5 separate regions of the Mus musculus genome follow, and all the other regions are linked to region 1. Evidence: chromatin contacts called from public HiChIP or PLAC-seq and Micro-C data. All regions are on one chromosome and are shown on one strand. Each heading gives the region's core, a stretch centred on a gene start, on an enhancer-like site or on the middle of the called end of the contact. The rest is flanking DNA. Distances are from core to core; before and after follow the strand shown.

What was found. A called contact is a pair of places that touch in the nucleus more often than the background predicts. HiChIP or PLAC-seq counts read pairs in DNA pulled down with a chosen protein or histone mark.
Region 2: a contact with region 1 is called in a Micro-C map of muscle stem cells, with 4 times the contacts expected there. The contact joins the enhancer-like site here to the promoter of Crebzf in region 1. A contact is called at or near these places in 1 of 39 promoter capture datasets (3T3-L1-derived adipocytes), 3 of 15 datasets of contacts at CTCF or cohesin (CD8 T cells, the NIH/3T3 cell line and pro-B cells), 7 of 484 Hi-C or Micro-C datasets (the C2C12 cell line, Th1 cells, Th2 cells and 4 more), 18 of 115 datasets of contacts at active chromatin or transcription factors (the 230-238 cell line, CD8 T cells, DN3 thymocytes and 14 more) and 3 of 9 other capture datasets (adipose tissue, liver and pancreatic islet).
Region 3: an H3K4me3 HiChIP or PLAC-seq map of pro-B cells shows a contact between it and region 1, with 3 times the contacts expected there. The contact joins the promoter of Sytl2 here to the promoter of Crebzf in region 1. A contact is called at or near these places in 2 of 39 promoter capture datasets (maxillary cranial neural crest and pre-B cells), 1 of 15 datasets of contacts at CTCF or cohesin (CD8 T cells), 2 of 484 Hi-C or Micro-C datasets (group 2 innate lymphoid cells and muscle stem cells), 16 of 115 datasets of contacts at active chromatin or transcription factors (the 230-238 cell line, CD8 T cells, DN3 thymocytes and 13 more) and 3 of 9 other capture datasets (adipose tissue, liver and pancreatic islet).
Region 4: an H3K27ac HiChIP or PLAC-seq map of epiblast stem cells shows a contact between it and region 1. The contact joins the enhancer-like site here to the promoter of Crebzf in region 1. A contact is called at or near these places in 2 of 39 promoter capture datasets (the HPC-7 cell line and embryonic stem cells), 7 of 115 datasets of contacts at active chromatin or transcription factors (the SCID.adh cell line, T-cell acute lymphoblastic leukemia, bone marrow-derived macrophages and 4 more) and 1 of 9 other capture datasets (liver).
Region 5: an H3K4me3 HiChIP or PLAC-seq map of stem cell-derived neural progenitor cells shows a contact between it and region 1, with 39 read pairs. The contact joins the enhancer-like site here to the promoter of Crebzf in region 1. A contact is called at or near these places in 7 of 39 promoter capture datasets (the C10 cell line, the HPC-7 cell line, cranial neural crest and 4 more), 3 of 484 Hi-C or Micro-C datasets (Th1 cells, cortical neurons and embryonic stem cells), 13 of 115 datasets of contacts at active chromatin or transcription factors (the 230-238 cell line, DN3 thymocytes, the SCID.adh cell line and 9 more) and 3 of 9 other capture datasets (adipose tissue, liver and pancreatic islet).

What each region holds. Positions count from the first base shown.
Region 1 is chr7:90,441,399-90,444,098 of GRCm38.p6, reverse strand. Crebzf (CREB/ATF bZIP transcription factor) reads right to left here and starts at 1,318. Exons shown (of 1, transcript NM_145151.3): 1 at 1-1,318. The coding sequence starts at 1,084. The coding sequence ends at 8.
Region 2 is chr7:90,284,039-90,286,738 of GRCm38.p6, reverse strand. No RefSeq gene overlaps it. Among named protein-coding and RNA genes, the nearest start is that of Sytl2, 17 kb to the left of the region's middle. Within about 2 kb of position 1,413, at least 36 of the 459 cell types and tissues checked have an H3K27ac peak or open chromatin away from gene starts, as enhancers often do. A contact at or near this core is called in CD8 T cells, DN3 thymocytes, the SCID.adh cell line and 4 more, where this site is marked.
Region 3 is chr7:90,301,121-90,303,820 of GRCm38.p6, reverse strand. It overlaps Sytl2 (synaptotagmin-like 2), which reads right to left and starts at 1,392. Exons shown (of 20, transcript NM_001368878.1): 1 at 1,078-1,392.
Region 4 is chr7:90,232,851-90,235,550 of GRCm38.p6, reverse strand. The region is part of intron 7 of Ccdc83 (coiled-coil domain containing 83); the gene reads left to right. Among named protein-coding and RNA genes, the nearest start is that of Ccdc83, 31 kb to the left of the region's middle. Within about 2 kb of position 1,385, at least 44 of the 459 cell types and tissues checked have an H3K27ac peak or open chromatin away from gene starts, as enhancers often do. A contact at or near this core is called in epiblast stem cells, where this site is marked.
Region 5 is chr7:90,204,294-90,206,993 of GRCm38.p6, reverse strand. The region is part of intron 19 of Picalm (phosphatidylinositol binding clathrin assembly protein); the gene reads right to left. Among named protein-coding and RNA genes, the nearest start is that of Ccdc83, 60 kb to the left of the region's middle. Within about 2 kb of position 1,348, at least 8 of the 459 cell types and tissues checked have an H3K27ac peak or open chromatin away from gene starts, as enhancers often do. A contact at or near this core is called in stem cell-derived neural progenitor cells, where this site is marked.

The sequences.
Region 1 (2,700 bases), core at 69-2,568:
CTTGACCCTACATTTTAAGAGACGACGACGCCTTCCGAGCGCACGCCGAGCAGAACTCCACCGACACCTTATCCTTGTCCACATGGAGACACACTCCTCCCGCCGCGTCGTCCTCTTCCCGCGGCTCCGGCGGCTGCTTCCCCACCGGCAGGGCGTAGTCGTGGTCGCCGGCGGGCGAGTCTCTGAAGAGGGAGGTGGTCAGCCGCAGTCCCACGCCGCTCAGTCGGCTCAGCAGGCGAGCTAGTCCGGTCTCGTTGGCCAGGACGGCCCGTAGGTAGCGACTCTCCTCCTGCAGTGCTTGCACGCGCTTGCCCAGCTCCCGATTCTCGGCCCGCAGCTCCTGGTTCTCGGCTGCCAGTCCCCGGACCCGACTCTCCAGCCCCATCACGTACTCCTTCTTCTTGAGCCGATTAAGACGGGCAGCGGCCGCCGCCGCCTTCCGGGGACTCTTGGTCGCCGCCTGGTTGCCGTCGTTGGCGCCACCGCCTCCTGCTCCCGGGGACTTTCTCCGCCTCTTCTCCCCGCCGCCGCGGTCACCGCCGCTGCTGCAGCCTCCGATGCCGTTCAACAGCCTCTGCAGCAAGTCGGAGAAGCGCTGCATCTCGGCGGCCGCGGTGTCGTCGTCGTCGTCCCCCCTCAACAGGCCGCCGCTCTCCGAGCCTCCGCCGGACGAGGACAGGGGCCCGGGCGAGCTGAGCCCGGGCTCCAGGTGCCAGTCCGGTTGCCGAGGGTCCAGCAGATCGGCCAGCTCCAGCCCGGAGAGAAAGTCCATGTCCTCCGGCTCTTCCTTGGGGACCATGGCGATCGCGTCCTCCTCCTCCTCCTCCATCTTCAGGGGCGAGGGCGCGGGCGCGCGCACGGCCACGCTGCCGCGGCTCCCGCTCCGGGCCTCCGGCTCGCCCCCGTCCCCGTCCCCGTGAGGTTGCTCGCGGTCAGGCGATCCGGGCCTCGGGGTCTCCGCCCCCGCGGCTGCCCCGCTCGGCTCCCGGGGCGGCGCGCGCGTGGCGGGCGGCTCCCGGCTGTCGCGGCGGCTCGGGAAGTCGCGGCCCGAGGCTGCCAGCAGCTTGGTCAGGCTGTGCCTCATGGGGCTGAGCGGCGGGCCCGGGTAGGCCGCAGCCACTCCGACCCCGGGCCCCCAGCGCGCAGAGCCACGGCGCCGGGCCGACCGCAGGCGCGGGGCAAGGTCCGAGTGGCCTCCGGCGGCCGCCCAACCCCCCGCACGAGGCGGGGGGAAGGCAGTGGAAGCGCGAAGCGGCGAGGCCCGGGGGAGGACTCGGCCGCGCCACCCAGACAGCGGCCTGGCCGGAAGTTACTCTCTGCCCACCCCGCCCACAAAAACGCGCTTCGCTCCAGCCAGAGTATCGCGAGATTCCGAGTGCTTTCGAGGTGCAGTAACTTCGGCTTTGCGGTGATGTCATAGGAGCAGCAGGCAAAACACAATAAAACCTAGTTTCCACCCCCCCCCCACTCATCGGTACTACCCGGTACCACTCTCCTCGATCCAATATGACATCTAGACATATTTGACGTAGCTATATTAAAAAAAAACTGTTTTTGTGAACGCTTTTATTTTTGCTGTTTCTCTCTAAACTGCAAGCAAAAAACAGCACGCATAAGGAAATAGTCCCCGTTAAAACAAAAGACTTTAAATCAGAAGTGTTACCAAATTCTGGGGAACGCAGTCACGTACTGACACTAACTCCCCAGGCGACATTCAGAGGTCCTTAGTCTCAGAAAATGATCTTTCATAATACTATTACTGCTATTATTGTCATTATTACATCATTTTTATTTATCATTTGTTTTTGCAATAAGGGTCACTTGCAGAATTAGCTCCTTTGCCAAGAGTGGGTGGTTGGTTTGTTTACTGGTCTCTTGTTTTGCTGTTTGTTTTCTGCTTTTTTTTTCTTTTGTCAAGTCATGGTAGTTACTTAGGCTTTTTCCGTTTTTAAAATACCAGCTTTTTGAAAAGACCAAGTCTTGAACAAAACACTTCACTTTTTATTCAATGAGTTCATGCACATAGCACTGATGTAACGAATTCTTTTAAGCCTCACTACACATTGGGCCAATAGTGCGGGGGGGGGGGGGGGGGGGGGGGGGGGGGGGGGGGGGGGGGGGGGCTTCTGCAACCACCAGGACAAACAAAGTAATGTAATTCAGTTTAACACACTGAGTAGCCAGTGTTGATTCAAACTTCAAGAGTATGATCCCAGAGTTCTTAATTTTAGGCATTTTTTTTAAATCATTTTATTTTATTTTATTTTTTTAGATTTATTTATTATTTATTATATGTAAGTACACTGTAGCTGTCCTCAGACACTCCAGAAGAGGGAGTCAGATCTCATTACGGATGGTTGTGAGCCACCATGTGGTTGCTGGGATTTGAACTCCTGACCTTCGGAAGAGCAGTTGGGTGCTCTTACCCACTGAGCCATCTCACCAGCCCAATTTTAGGCATTTTTAAGCAAAGCACAGTTTGGTGGAAGAGTTTCCTGCTGATAATCGAGAGTATGCAGCAATATGACCTGACCACCATGAAACTCTGTGTAAAAGTATGCATGACATCTTCCATAAAGACAAATGTCTTAATTAGGGTTTCCATTGCTGTGAAGGGACAGCATGACCAAGGCAACTCTTGTTTTGTTTTGTTTTGTTTTGTTTTGTTTTGTTTTGTTTTGTTTTGTTTTTCAAGACAAG
Region 2 (2,700 bases), core at 164-2,663, 160 kb after region 1:
TGGCTCAGTGGTTCAGAGCGCGGGATGCTCTTCCAGAGAACCTGGGTTCCATTTCCAGTGCCCAGATGGTCTGTAACTCAAGTTCCAGAAGATCCAATATCCAAAGCCTTCTTCTTCTGACCCCCATGGGCACCAGGCACATACCTGCTATACAGGCAAACACTCTTAAAATCAAAATAAATCTTAAAAATTAAAAAAACAACTCACTTTAAAATTTTTTAGGGTTGACATTAGTTCCTGGATGCAGAGGTTGTGGACACAGTTGAGATCTGTGGCCCTCAGGTCAGCCTCAGGGTTATAATCATTGGGTAGGCCACGGGTAAGTCTGTCTAATGTCTCAGATCGTATCACAGAGGGATCCTGGTCCTCTGCAACGGTATTTCTCAAACAAAACAGCTTAAGACTATGATAACCCACAGTGGGATGTGGGAAGCCACAGTAGGCAAAGTACAAAGGCAGGGTGCTCAGCTGCTATCTCTAAGGACCCAGTGTTTTCATGTGCTGGATGTGCGTTTGTTAATGTACTGAGTGTGTGTCATTTTTGACATACTGAGGGTCCAGCATATTTTTAACGTATTCCACTGCTTTTATTTTCAGTTTTTAGTTTTAAATGTCACTGTATTATTAGTCCAAGCTTCTCACTGCCCAACTAGGACAGGAACCTGAAAGTACCCTCCATACCCAGTTTGTTCCTGCCCCCAAATTAGCATAAAAATTATGTTTTTGCACAATGGGCACAAAAGTGTGTTTTGACATGGTATGTTATTTATATTCATGGTGCTTGACCTTGAATGTATATTAGGATTATCTGGAGAGCTTGCCAAGGACTTTTACGTCCTACCTTCAGAGTGGTAGGAAGGTACGTCCTACCTTCAGAGACTAGGTGGGAGACCAAGAATTTACTTTCCTAATTAGTTTCCGGTGATGTTGACTGTGATAGTTGAAGACTATACTCTGAACACTAGTTGTCTGCGGGATATCAAACAATTAATTAAACTAAATTGACCAGGGAATTGTGTATCTCACTAATTTATTTCACTTGGCGTTAATAATAAAGGGACATATGCCCTTCAGAATCTGCAACGCATACCATACCACTACATCATCAGTACATAGCTGTGATAGCCCATCACATCAAAGATCCTTCACTCTCTATTGAGAGTGATACTCTGGACACATCACCTCGTCCAGTCGGCAGTGCGGGGTCAGTCCTTGTGTACACATCTCACTGTGTACACGCCTCTCCTCTAGGAAGACACAAGTTTCTCAGAAGTGTCTTTCAAACTATGAAGACAAGAATCCAAGGATCCCCTAACTACCCTATCCCTCAACGGGACAACCCTGAAGTTTGTCTAAACGACCGCTCAGGATATCAGAAATCAGGTGGAATTCTTGTTGCTCACAACAGGACCCACCCACCAGCACACCTTTTCCTGTTTCACTTTCTGACCGGCTTCTTGGGATCACTTCCGGTCTAAGCTACCTTTATACGATGTCTTAGATCAACTTTTTAGGAGAAATAAAGCTAAGATGGTCTGCCTCAGAGCTCTTCCCCAAACTCAAGTATGTGTGGCTATTGCTTAGCTTTCAGTTCTGTGTCTCTGGGTCTCATTCACGGGTCTCAGCTTGGACCCAAGACAGGTACTGATGGTGAGCGTTTGTAAATCAGTAAGTCAGTTAGCAACAGCAGAGCTACTGGCTGGTGAGCCGTGCTGGAATATATGATTCAGTCACAGTGTGCTTAAGCAGTCACTCCAGAAAGAGGCCTAAGTTCACCAAGATGAGACATATAAGGGACGTCAGCTAAAAAGCAAACAAAAGATAGAAAGCATCTGTCAGTTTTGGAATAGATAAGCTCGGCAAATATTTGAATTTGAGGAGTGGAGTTTTCAGCAGTGACGGCCATTTGTCACACATTTGTCACGCCAGTGTGCAAAACTCCAAGAGGGAAGGAAAAAAACTAAGAAATAAGTCCTCAAAATTCCGAGGGGGAAGGAAAAGAGCTAAGAAATAAGTCCTCAAACAGAAGCCAATTAAGGGAAAATCGATACTTTCGGTATTTTTGTTTTAAAAACGGAGTCAAATCTTATCCAAAATACAAAAACAATTCATGTATCACTCTGGAGAGTTTTTGGTGGCTTAGTTTTTTTTTTTTTTCAAAAACATCATAAAACAAACAAAAACGGGAGAAAAAAAAGGTGGCAGGTGACAGCCAGGCACAAACTGCTAGGATCTCTAGGGAGCAAACAACAGCTGGACAACTGCCATCTCAGAAATGGGTATTAGCAGAAAAACAGTGGTCTCAGTTACAAAGAGAGAAAGGGAATTTTGGAAAGCAGGCTAGTCGAGGACTCAGCTCAGAAGCAGAGGTCCTGGTCTGCCTGGTTTACTGAGAGAACCCAGAGCAGATATCACTGGACCACTCTGAGATCTGGCCCACAGAATGCCTCTGAGTAGGCAAGAAACTTTGGATCAGAACGCACAGTGTTCTGTGACATAGAAATCTGGTCTGAGCCACTCTCTGGAGTAGACATCACAGAGACAGGCCTGGTACCTGGCCACCTATGCAAGGGCAGGCATAGATGCAAGCCTATAACTCATGTTGATGAAAGGAACTACGAAGGTTGAGTAGGCACTATAGCCATCCCACGAGGGATGATACTCAAGGGGGACCAACACCTGTGCCCCAACTCTACAAGG
Region 3 (2,700 bases), core at 143-2,642, 140 kb after region 1:
GTTAGAATAGGAGGACCAATCTTTCTGAGCCTCGGCATCTCAATTATAAAAAGAAGTATAGTGTACCAACCTTGTGAGGCTTTGTGAGAATTTAGAAACACATTACATAGAGAACAGCGTCTGGTCCATAATAAATGTCTGTAAAAGAGAGATCAGCATCGCCCCTCCTCCCTCACTGAACCTCTCTTCTCCTTCCTGGACACTTTTAGTGGGTCCAAGAGTCTGATTTCAAATGTATGCCACTCCAAGAATGATGAAGGGCAGAGATGAAAGAAGTTGTTTGAGGGCCGGGTGCTAAAAAGCTCCAGTAACTGATTGAAGACCTCAGCCACTTTAAGCTAGCTTGCTTTGTCCTGGCTTCTCCATCTTGCAGACAGCAGGACCAGCATTCTAGCCAGAAAGGGTTGTCAGGAAGAGAGAAAGCTGGACAGCAATTTGGACCCCGCCGACCCTCCAGTTGTGTATCTGAACTGCCCCCTCTCCCCCACCCAGGCTTCCTCTGCACACTGCTATTAGACTGTAGGGTCAGAAAGCTGTGATTCAAAGCGTGTGTTTAGGCTCCCTCTCAACCCAGAGCCCACGTCCTGGAAGCTGCTGGTCACATACCAGCCCTTAGTAAAAAATGAGAACTTTTCAACGATGCAGGAAATGGAGCCCCTCATAGCCAAAGACGACTTATAAAGGGAGGAAAGGGGAGGAGGCACTGTGAGCGCAGAGACCCACTTCCTACCCCACTTCCTACCGCACTTCCTACGGCTGCTGGATGGGTCTTACACCCTGAAACACGCGGTTTTGCAGTTTGAAGCTGGCAAATCCCACCCATGTGACTTAACTCTATAGGATAAGAGGTCTGGTTGGGTGTAGAGGAAACTGTCCCAAAACAAATGTGTTAATTTTCAAACTAGAGTTCGCGGGGGGGGGGGGGTGCTTAGCTGGGTTCCTTCGCTGCACCTCTGCTGTTCCTCACCTGAGCACCCTGCGGGCGATTGCTCCGCAGCCAGGTCCCGCCAGTCTCCAGCCCCAGGTCTGGGGTCAAGCCTTCAAAGTACCACCCCCAATTCCGTCGCAACTGCCTACCTGGTGTCCCTAGCTTCGCGGACACACGGCGGCGAGGGCAGCAGAAGGAACTCCTAACTAAAGGAGAAACTGAGGGATGAAGCTTGTTGGTTGCCGCCCCGGTGGTTCACGTTGTAGCAGCCAGGATAGCAAGGACAACAAAAAAATCTCTCTCTACACCAACTCCTCCAGCTACTCCAAGACCCAGAGCAGGACCAGAAAGCAGTCCCAGCGACACCGCCAGTAGACAGAAAAGTCACACCCAGAGCGCGCGCCGAGTCTCCGCCGCAGCCCCGGCTGCCCGCTCTACCTCCTCCGGGCTGCCAACCTCTCTCTGCCGCCCAGCGCTCGCAGCCGGCTGCGCCACCCAGGTGTCGCCGCTGTTCGGGGCGGGCGGAGGGGAGGGCAGCGCGGGACCTTCCAGGGAGCACAGGGCTCGCCCCGCCCGCCCGCGCCTGCGGGGCCGCCTCCTGTGCTCTGGTCCCTGCGCTTGGCTTCTCTCCCTTCCAGGCCTCCTTCTCTACTTGTCAGTGAAGCAATCGAGTTTTTATCCAAAAGAACGGAAACGGCACTTTTTTTTTTTTTACGTCCCTATGCAAGAGGGTCGAGGATACCTTCCATCTGAAACGTAGGGACGGTCACCACCATGCGGGGAGAAGAGGTGCCTGTAATCTAGCAAAATGTTCTAACCCCTCCGGCCATCAGTTTCTTTCTCTCTTTCTTTCTTTCTTTCTTTCTTAATTTAAGTTTTATTGCATTATGACGAGAAAAGATACATAATTTCAATTTATCTGAATTTGTTAACACTTAAAAACATATTTTGAATAAATAGACTTACATCACATTCTTCTTTCCCTTTTGTACCCCAACTTCTCCCAGAGACGGCCCCCACTTCAAAACCTGCAATACCTTTTTTTTATCATATTCTCTTTTTTCCTTTTTTATTAAATATTTTCTTTATTTACATTTCAAATGTTATCCCCTTTCCTAGTTTCCCCTCTGAAAACTCCCTATCCTTTCTCCCCTCCCCCTGCTCCCCAAACCATCCACTCCCACTTCCTGGCCCTGGCATCCCCCTATACTGGAGCATAGAACCTTCACAGGACACCTCACACCAGTCAGGATGGCTAAGATAAAAAACTCAGGTGACAGCAGACGCTGGCAAGGATGTGGAGAAAGAGGAACACTCCTGCGTTGTTGGTGGGATTGCAAGCTGATACAACCACTCTGGAAATCAGTTTGGTGGTTCCTCAGAAAATTGAACATAGTACTACTGGAAGATCCAGCAATACCACTCCTGGGCATATACCCAGAAGATGCTCCAACTTGTAATAAGGACATATGCTCCACTATGTTCATAGCACCCTTATTTATAATAGGCAGAAACTGGAAAGAATCCAGATGTCCCTCAACAGAGTAATGGTTACAGAAATTGTGGCAAATTTACACAATGGAGTACTATGCAGCTATTAAAAACAATGAATTTATGAAATTCTTAGACAAATAGATGGATCTGGAGGATATTCATCCTAAGTGAGGGAACCCAATCACAAAAGAACTCATATAATATGCACTCACTGATAAGTGGATTTTAGCCCAGAAGCTCAGAATGCCCAAGACACAATTTGCATCCGTTTCTTTATA
Region 4 (2,700 bases), core at 136-2,635, 210 kb after region 1:
GTAGGTGAGGTTTCAACAATTAGCTCACACACACACACACACACACACACACACACACACGCACACACGCACACACACACACACACACAAGACAGACAGGTGTGAGATCCAGCTGCAAGCTGTTGGGTGAAACTGGCGATACCATTTGTCCAGATGTTCCATGGATAGTGCACACTGTTTGGGAAGCCTTGGGGACCCTTTGCTCAGGGTCTGTGTATGCTGTAGAGCATAGGGATGCAAGAGGAGCAGAAAACAAGTATTGCCACCGTCTCCATCAATAAGAAGCATCCCTGGGATTTCCCTTACACAGAACAAAGCAGTTATCCTCCACCTAGGAGCTTGCAGGCTCTCTCCCAAGAACGCTGAAATCATCTGATGATACACAGTTGCTAGCATAGATGTGAGACAATTATATGCAAAAAAAGGTATATATTTCTAATTATGGCATTCATGAGATCACAATGTAAGCCCTTGCTTTCTCAACTCAAAATACTCCTCCTGCCCTGCCGTGCCTATTTACAGACTTCAGCTTACTCTTTCAGCCACAGGAGAAACTTGGAGTGGAAACAGTCCTACGTATGCAGTGGTGGAGACAATACCACCATCCCACTGACCCTTGCTAACAGGACCAGATATGGGTTACTAAGAACGACCGGACAAATCTGAAGAGAAAGCCAGGCAAGCTGGAGAATAGAAGTGCACACCGCTCCTACTAATCAAAGCCACTGCTGAAAGACGCCGGTGGGAAATTCAGAAATTTGAAAAGGAGCTTTTATTAATACCAAAAAATTGTGAGAGCCAGTTTATTTAGAAAACAGGATCCCTCAAGGCCAAAATAATCAAATATAAAATAGAATGCAGAATGCACTCTCTCGGAGCAGGACAAGACACATCACTAATGTAGGAGGCACAGCACCCAAGCAATATTAACTCTAAAAAGATAACGCAGAAACAAACATCAGCAGGACACTAGGGGGGAAAAAAAATCCCTGTTCTTTTAAAATGGCAAACAAAGGAAGGCGGAACGGATGAGCAGGAAGCCGGCACTGGCGTCAGTAAGGACATTCAGTGGAGAATGTTTTTGAACTTGGAATTCTATACTCCACTCAACTAGACTAAAGGGCAAAAACAAAGCAAAAGCAAAAGCAAAAAAAAAAAAAAAACAACAACAACAACAAAAAAAACCTATTCCCAGAATTTCAAGGGCTGGGACATTTACTTCTCAATCATCCTCGGGAATTTACCTAACATCATACGTAACAACACAAGCTAGTATACAGAGAAAAAAAGAAGGAAACAGGAAACGCTGGCCTCCCCTAAACTCCAGGGAAGAAATGCCTGAGGATAATTGCATTGCAGGCCCAAAAGGCATCCAGATTAGGGATGATGTCATTTCCAGGCTCCAAACCCACGCACCCATCAGCCAGCTGCAACTCCATGGAAGCTCACCACAGGCATCTCCAACTCCTGAATTGACAACAGCTGCCTCTTTCCCTGAAACTGCTTCTGGTCCCATGTTCTGCCTGTCCCACTTAAGGACCCCACCACAGTTATGTAGTCACCCAAGAAGGGATTTTAGGAGTCCTGAAGAAATGTCTTTTTCAGTCTCCAAATCCAGAAAGGCTCTAAGTCCTGTCTTTAAGCACTGCTTGCTGGTCTGCCTCTGCCCTACTCCAGGCCCACATTAGCCACATCCCTTCTGTAAGTGATGCCTTCCTGGCTTTCCTGCCCTTAAGCCAGACTCTTCCTTCCCCTTTCCCCTCTACAGAGGTCTTCTAGCGATGTAGGCTGGACACACATTGTGTACCACATTGACAGGTTTGGAATTATGATGGGTAATAGCGTCAACTTGACAAAATCTGGAATGTTCTGGAAGACATAACCCTGGGGATATATAAGGTGGGAAGACACATCCAGAATGTGGGCACTATTTCATGGCCTAGGGTCCTAGTCTGAATAAAACAAGAGTAAGCAAGCCGAGCACACCAGCGTCCATTGCCCAGCCTTCCTGACTACAATGCAGTGTGACCCACTGCTCCATGGGCCTGCTGCCATGCCAACCTAACCATGACAACCCCAAGCCACTTGGATCTTCAAACAATGAGCCATACATATCCTAAAGGCACCCAAGTCAACATGTCCACTGTGGAATATTAAATTCCTCATCCATCCAGAAACACTAATAAGAACCAACAAGAACGCCACTTTAAAGCTTGTCCCATTCTCTTCCCTGTCCCCCATCTGTCGGAGTAGAGTAAGGGTCTAGAAAACTAGGAGACAATTTCTATACTGTTTCAGCAATATTGTCAAGTAGCTTTACTGTGTATGAGATGGGTGTTAAGGGAGCAAACTGGGCCTTGTGCACACTAGGCAAGGGTTCGGCCCCCTGGCCCCAGCCCTGGCCTTTTCCCTTTTCCTTTAGATTTTACCTGATTTTTTGCTGTGTTGGTTACTGAGCCCAGAGCCTTGTGCATAGTCGGCAAGAACTGCAGCCCCAGCCCCTGTTGTTTGAAGACAAGGTTTCCCATTGGCCAGGCTACCTTTGAACTTGCTCTGGGTTCTGCATTCACCTAAACCCTGCCTCAGCCTCTTGAGTAGCTAGGATTGCAGGACTGTGCCACCAGTGCCAGCCTGACAATTGTCAAATTAACTTTGTAAAGTCATGTTAATAAGGGCTCGTACCATTACTCCTGAATAATT
Region 5 (2,700 bases), core at 99-2,598, 240 kb after region 1:
GAAGAACAAATTAAACTGTCTCCCAGAAGATAAATGTGGTGTAGATCATATCCTTGTAGTCAAAGGGTTAGGTATTCTCCTGCCCTTAAGTAAAAACCAAGTTGTAGCTGGGAAGCAGAGGTAGGTAGATCTCTTGTGAGTTTGAGGCTAGCCTGATCTACAGAATGAGTTCTAGGACAGTCAGTACTACATACAGACCCTGTCTAAAACAAAATAAAACAAAACAAAACAAAACTAAACTAAAGTAAAACCAAACCAAACAAACAAACAAACAAAAAAATCAAATAAATAAATAAATAATTTTTAAAAGTTACTATCTTGAACAAAGGGAACACATAAAATTCAACTCTTTAAAACTTAAGCTACTTCTAACCAAGATGTAAAAGTGGGGCAGGCATTTTCTACAGTTCTTGTAAGAATGACAAACACCTTATTTTTAAGGGTGATATTTGACCACACCCAGTGGCTGTGAGCAGTGGATGCTTGTGTTAAGATGGTCCCCCCTCTCACTGATTTTAACTATGTTAAAGCTATGTTCCAAGGTGGTTTCTTCTTTTGTCCTATCTCAAACTGTTTTTATTCTCCACATAAAGAACAGAAGAGGAGGAGGCAGCTGAGGTGCAGAAGGAATGCAGACTCCTTTAAATAAACAAAGGAGAAGGTGCATGGTTTCAGTGTTGGCAATCTTGGCTTAAGTATCCACATCCCCATCGCCCCCACACGCAGCAATACCTAAGTGACTTATAAGAAGTCCTCCAGAGAGAGCTCTGCAAAGGGGTCCTTTCCTGCAGCTCTGTGAGGACTGTGCCTGGAGGGGCTGGATGCTGCCGACAGCTGGGGGAAAGAAGACAGAGACAGGGAAGAAAAAGATCTCAGAATGACAGAACATGAGAGCAGAAAGTGTAATGAAGGAAGAGGGGTTTTGTCACCTTTAGTAAATATAAAAGTAGCCTCTGTAGAAAATGGGTTTTAAAAAAATGCTACTGCATGTCAAGTTAAAAGATATTCAATGGCATGGTTTTCCAGAGAACGAATGCATGCCTCTGAAACATGAAATGAAAGTCTTTATCTGTAAAAGCTGATATACACTGACTTAAGTCAAGACTGTCAGCATCAGGGAGGAGAGGGAGTACAGGAGAAAGGATGCATAACTGTGATCTGAAAAAACAAATTGAAGCTAGTTTCCTGTTTTCAGACATCTGTCCACAGTCAGTCCAAACTGACTTCTGTTCGGATCCCACATTTCCAAATGCAATATTCCTTCCTGCCTTCTTCCCACTGGGCACAAAGTCCTGCCCTTGGGTCTCTACCCTGCGGCAGGGGCCCACACAATGGGAACTAAGCGAAGAAATCTCTGAATAAGGGAAACAGGCCTCTGCTTTGTTTCCAGTCTGAAAATACTTATTCATCATGCTTTCAGAATTTGCCCCTTCTTTTACTTTGAAGAGGAAACTGACCACTGCACCAAGTAACACTATCTTTACTACCAAAGACAAGAGTTTTTCTGAATAATTAAGATGTTACTTGTGCACATGTCCAAGTGTTTCACCAAGCTGATCTACAAGCATTTAAAACTCAACATAAGCAACTTTTAGTTTGAAAAAAAGTTTTATTCTGTTTCTCCCTCACTATAGGATCATAGAGGAGTTTGCAATTACAGAGTCATTATGAAAAGAATTGTGTTTAGGGATATTTAGTAAAGCATTAAATTAAAATTAAGTAAAACAACTTCAATTCATATTCCCAACCCTTAAATCAGATGAATAATTTGAAGTCACAAAATGAAAATCTCTTTGCTGGTTTAAAAATTACTGTCCCCCCGCTTCCCACCCTGGTTTTTCAAAACACGGTTACTCTGTGTTGCCCTGCATGTCCTGGAACTCACTCTGTAGACCAGGTTAGCCTCAAACACAAGAGATTTGCTTGCCTCTGCTTCCCAAGTTCTGGGATTAAAGGTATGATCACTACAGCCTATTTCATCGCTTTTTAAGTTTTGCTTTTACGTTTGCTTCTTTGCTTCTGTTTTGCTTTGTTTTAAAGAAAAACACCATAAAGAATGATTAGGCAATGAGTTTCAAAAAATACTATCTCACCAGTGTAAGTAATTTGCCATTCAGGGCATTATAACCAACTTACAAATCTGAAAATCATCTTTTGTTATTCTGGTCACCAAGATTGTTTCCCAATCCACATACTGTTTTAGAAATACGTGTTCAAAGACAGTAAGAAGAGACAATAGAAGGATAATGGACTTGTACACGCAGCTATAGACAGGAGGACAGGGCAATGTGTTACAATACCCGCCACTCTAAGGGCAGCGTAAAGTAGAACCTAGCTGGAAAGATGCCCCAGCCTTCTTCCTGGGACCATGGACAGATGACTGTTCAGAAGGCAAGGGTTTCAAATACTCATTAATCATTGAGATGTGGGGCAAACTTTAGTATTTCCTTCCACTCTTAACTTCACTTACAAACCAACCTGTTCATTTTACACTGTATCTAAATGACACTTTCTTACAAGGGCCCTATACTAAAATGTCTCCTTAAATCATGTTTTCAGGTGGGTAGCAGTTTGAAGACCTGATAGCATCAGAAGAAAATGTCCCCGAAGAACACAAAAGGGACACCATCATTCTTAAAACATGAGCATGCTGCCAGGAGTCCTAGAGTTTTACACTCGGCATTGAAAGGGGTCAATCTA